2 separate regions of the Mus musculus genome follow, and region 2 is linked to region 1. A link is a contact called in public HiChIP or PLAC-seq data. All regions are on one chromosome and are shown on one strand. The core of a region is the stretch at or near the end of the contact, and the rest is flanking DNA. Distances in the headings are between cores, read along the strand shown.

Region 1 (2,520 bases), core at 13-2,512:
GAGCCATCATTTCTCCTATTTAACCTTAAATTTTGTTAAAACATTTTTTAAAAATGGAATTTCAACTGTCTTCACTCCATTTCTTGTCTGTCTCATATTAAAACACACACCATGACTGGAAACATTGATACAAAACAGTTTTTTTTTTCTTTAAAAAAAAACCTACTTTTTGATTATGAGCTGGAAATATTTAAGAACTCGTCAAAGTGAGACCAAAATATCTAAGCAAGTGAATCAAGGGGAGGGCCCAGAAAGAGACGAATAGTGATATGTCATCTTTCTCCTTGGCTTCGCTTAACCGAGAATGGGGTGGCCCCTTCACTTCCATGGCCCGGAACAACACGGGGAACTTAAAACAAGCTCAGGTCATTGAGGTAATGGAGTAGTCTCAGTGTGTGGAAAGGGAGTAGAGTGAACAGTCTAGCAGGGTCCTCACCTCCATGAAAAATTTGGAGTAGTAGATTGACAGCTGACTGAGTACTCATGTAAGCCAACTCACGTAAGCCAAGAACTGGCAGCTCTACTCTCATTCATACAAGCCTGCCTTCTGCACTTTCAAACTCAAGAGCTTAAGAGAAATTTCTCTACCAGGAACTTATAAACACAGAGATTTCCTGTTAGCAATTACTTAAGGCTCCGCCCAACAGTTACTTAGCAGGAGCCTGGCTCACTTATAGTAGGATCTCTCTCTCTCTCTCTCTTTCTCTCTCTCCCCCCTCTCTGTCCCCCTCTCCCTCCTCCCTTTCTTCCCTCTCCTCCCTCTCCTCCCTCTCCTCCCTCTCCTCCCTCTCCTCCCTCTCCTCCCTCCCTCTTCCTTCTCTCTTCTTCTCTCTTTGTCTGTCTCTCTCTCTGCCTGCCTCTATCTCCTTTCCCCTTCTTTCTCTGACTCTCTGTCTCTGTCTCTCTCTGTTTCTCTCTCCCCATATGTTCCTGGCCGGTCTCATTCCTTCTTTCTCTCTCCTCTCTCTTTCTGTCCTTGTCCCCTTTCTTTCTCTGCCTCTACTCTCTTCCCCAGACCTCCTTCCCAGGTCCCAAATAAACTTTCTTTTATACTAGACCAGTGTATGGCTGACACCTCGGGAGGATGCCTTGGCATGGACCCACTAAGGCACCCACTCCTGTCACATCATACCACCGAATTGTACAAAACATATCATTTCCAGCCTGGATTACCTGAAGACCATCAATCTGAGTTGTGTAAGGAAGTCTTGTAATTTCTTTCACTTTTGAGCAAGCAAATACAATTCTCTTCTGGGAGCTCCCCCTCCCTGCCTCCTTCCTGAGCAGGACCATGGGGGCAGCCTGGTGAGGTATCTCTAATAAACAGCTGAGGCTCAGCTACGGAATTTAGATGAAAAAAGTTACTGTTATCTAACTAGAGTTGTGGGAGTTGGTGAGTGAGAAATGAGAAGAGGGAATAAAGTGTTTAGAAGAGGAAGTCAAGATGTCCTATGCATAAAAATCTAGATTAATAACAAGTAATGCCATCTATGTTCATTGTGGTGATACAAGAAACAAGTTCCACTTTGTTGGCCGGATAAAAACTGAGCTCCTGTTCCCAGGCCCTGGAACCCAACCCCTGTCCTGCTTCTTCAGATGTTTCGTGTTTGTCTGCTAAGCAGTAAAGGATAGAAAGAGATGCTGTGACCCCATTATCTAAACTAAGGCATGAAAGTCATAAATGTGCTGCCTGTCTTGACTTAATTGACTACATGCAACTCGCCACTCCTTTGTTCCCTTATCATTCTAAATTCCAGGTCAGAATCCAGGAGGGGGTCAGGCTGTAAAAGCTGACTCAAGGACCCTGAAACCAGGTGACCCAGATAAGGTCCAGCCACCAATGTTAACTTCCTTGCTTAATCCCTTGTGTCAACATATGATTGATCAGTGCAGCAGTTCACCCCTCTCTCACTTGCTTTGTGTTCCCGTCCTATAAAAATGTGGTACAATCTCCCGTCAGGGACTTCAGATCTTGAACTGGCCACTTCCCTGCAAGCTCAGAAAATAAAGCTTTCATTTTTAAGCTTCTGTCTCTGAAATGAGTTTTCTTACTTCAATCCAACAATACAGCAAGAAAATCAAATACAAAGGGAACAGTATTGAGATGGAAAAGAAATAAATGTCTTATTAAAAACAACAAACTTTGTATCAGCATCAAGAGAACATGGGAAAATGATAATTCTGAGAAAACAAAACAAAACAAAACAAAACAAAACAAAACAAAACAAAACAGTGCTACCCTGAGGTTATCTGTCCCTGAGGTTATGCTATCATTTTAAAAGCCATTTGAAGTTTTATTTTAATATGAAAAGTATTTTTTCTAATTTGTGTTTATTTTTCATAATAGACCTCAGTACAGCAAATTTCAGACTGAGATTTTAATGTTGAATGGAAATGATGTTTGCAGTTAGTTTTGTTTGTTTGTTTGTTTTTTTGTTTTTTTATTTTTGGTGGTGGTGGGGTTTCAAGACAGGGTTTCTCTATGTAGCCCTGGCTGTCCTGGAACTCACTTTGTAGACC
Region 2 (2,520 bases), core at 14-2,513, 780 kb after region 1:
TATTAGGTCATCTTTGCTAAGTATGCAACACTGTGAATCTCTTGCACACAGTAGGTTCTCCACAAACATCAATGTCCTGATGTTCTTGCCCCTGACCGTTATGAAAGTAAGTTATTAAGGTTAACTAGCCACCTCAAGGTCACAGAATCAGGAATCATCAAAACTTTTCTTCAGGGTCCTTGTCCAAGGCTCTTGCTTTGCCTTTGCCCATCTTGGAAGGGAAGCTTCACTGTGGACAGTACAAGTATATTCTGGGCAGAGGCATAAACTCCTGAAAAAGCCAGAGAAGGTGGCAGAAGGCACCGGCTCTAATAAACTGCTGTGCAAAAAAATGCTTCTTTCAAGTCTCCCATGGTGATGAGTGATTTAATTTTCTGGAATGTACTGAAACCTGAGTACAGACAGTTTGAACAACACCAGTCAGGACTGTCATTATACACACACACACACACACACACACACACACACACACACACACACAACTAAACTGAGCAATTGAAAGCATCAGGTTATTTGTTCATCCTGAAAAGTCAAAAACATCTTCCCTTTCATCTTTGCACAATGACTTAAGAGTCTGTTGCCACGGTGTCAAATTTCCATCCCTGGCAGGGCCTCTTGGAAGGCAAGGCCTAGGAAACAGATTCAGTCTACGCCTGTCAGTCTGTGAAAGGACATGGGTATTTCGAGACCTCCATAAATATTTATTTTCTTGAAATTGCCTCTACATGACACTCCTCAGCCAACGCTGACATTCAGTTTTGTTTGGAGTTATGATAATTGCTGAGAGGTAGGATGAAGTGGGAAAGGGTTCGGGGTAGGAAGGACTGAAGGACAGCTCACATAACGTCAATACGTGTTCTTGGAGCACATTTGCTGTCTGAGCTAAACAAGTCAAAATGGGCCCAAGTTCGCTTCGAAATGATTCACACTCTTGGAATGCCGCGGCTCCTCCAAGCTTTCTGAGTTCCCTGGAGTCCTCCATAATGTGGGAAGGCTCCAAATCCACAAAAGGTTACCTGGATAATGAACATTACCGGATAGGATCTAGGTGAGGGTGGGGCTGGGGAGACATAGCTTGGCAAGGACTGGAAGGTATCCTGCTGCCCCTGCAGAATCAGAGCATCCTATCTCCTGCCATAAGGGAAGGTGGAGGTCAAGCAACATCCCAGCATCCACCCCTTCAGGCACATCCCAGCATCCACCCCTTCAGGCACAAGATTAGAATGCAAGGACCCTGAGGAGGTGTTAGAAGGAAGTGACTCCAGCTTTTTCTCCAGCCCTCCAGGCTGTTCGTCACACACTATCTGAAGTACTGCAGCCGTCCAAGTGGGAGAGGACATGCCAACTTTACAAGGTCTAGTTAAAGAGGAAAATGGTACTCTAAAAGTTTGGGGAGAGGTGTGAAGTTTTGTGCCCATAAGTTCTCAGGGACACCGAGGGGTCCGTGGAAGAGGCCTGGAATCTCAGTGCCCACTACGATTCTCAGTGCGGTGGCCTGAGGAGGGGCTGTCCTTTGTTTCCCTGTTTGTTTTTCGCTGGGGTGGACTTAGCTGGATTTTAAACCCAGGATTAACAGCAATCCTGGTACACAACAAAGCGAGAGAGATCAGTCTGGCCACAGAGGTGGAGTCATTCCAGGAAGATGATAGATAACAAGAAGTTGGAAATAGCGAGACGATTTCCAGCCAAACCTTAGGTTCCTCCCTCAGCTCTGGAATTTAAAACCCGCAGGAAAGCTCTGAAACTCTCAAGAGCACTGACCCTATATATATATATATATATATATATATATTGTAAGGATTAAATAAAATAGTATGTATGGGCTGTTTAGGACACTGTTCATATGGCATGCCTTCAAATCATGGTATCTAATTTTATCCCTAAAAAATGCTTCGTGGTATAAATAGGATCTAGAGGATGATAATTAGTCAAATGCATTTGTTCGTGAGCCAAACTGCTGCAGTGATTCAACCAGACAGAAGCTCAAGGAAGAAAGGACAGTGGCACACAGACAGGATTAGGCTCTCTGTTTGAGGACAGCACAGAACAGGGTCTTGCTAAGACACCGGCCAGCCCCCCACCCCCAACAGAAGTAGAACAGCAGATGCTACTTGCTGCAGCTCCGGAGAAGGGAGGGGGGCAGCGTTCCTTCTCCTTGTGCTTCATGTTGGGCACAGAAGGCAGCAATGACCTAAATAAATCCTTCATTAGACACAGAAACACAGCGGCAGAGGCAGCACACGGCAGAGCCCTGTGACAGGAGAGCGAACAGGGCCTTTCATATTACCACGTAGCTGAGGGGAAATGGAGCCTGCCAGCACATTGGAGGCTGGAGCTGGATGCTGCAGCAAGGGTGCTCCAGCTGTGCCTCAACCTCTGGCAGGCACTTTCTTAGCTGCAGGAAAGTTCGTGGGCAGGGCAGAGGGTCAGCCCTCACGCTGCATGTGGCCAACACTCATGGGTTCTGTATATTTTCCCAGAAATACCAAGATACACGTGGTATGATAGCCACAAAATCCA

The links. HiChIP or PLAC-seq counts read pairs in DNA pulled down with a chosen protein or histone mark.
Region 2: a contact with region 1 is called in an H3K27ac HiChIP or PLAC-seq map of extraembryonic endoderm stem cells. The contact joins two enhancer-like sites. A contact is called at or near these places in 2 of 484 Hi-C or Micro-C datasets (extraembryonic endoderm stem cells and stem cell-derived neural stem cells) and 4 of 115 datasets of contacts at active chromatin or transcription factors (differentiating embryonic stem cells, embryonic fibroblasts, extraembryonic endoderm stem cells and 1 more).

The regions. Positions count from the first base shown.
Region 1 is chr5:38,843,904-38,846,423 of GRCm38.p6, forward strand. The region is part of intron 2 of Clnk (cytokine-dependent hematopoietic cell linker); the gene reads right to left. Among named protein-coding and RNA genes, the nearest start is that of Clnk, 32 kb to the right of the region's middle. Within about 2 kb of position 1,263, at least 17 of the 459 cell types and tissues checked have an H3K27ac peak or open chromatin away from gene starts, as enhancers often do. A contact at or near this core is called in extraembryonic endoderm stem cells, where this site is marked.
Region 2 is chr5:39,623,123-39,625,642 of GRCm38.p6, forward strand. The region is part of intron 1 of Hs3st1 (heparan sulfate (glucosamine) 3-O-sulfotransferase 1); the gene reads right to left. Among named protein-coding and RNA genes, the nearest start is that of Hs3st1, 20 kb to the right of the region's middle. Within about 2 kb of position 1,264, at least 58 of the 459 cell types and tissues checked have an H3K27ac peak or open chromatin away from gene starts, as enhancers often do. A contact at or near this core is called in extraembryonic endoderm stem cells, where this site is marked.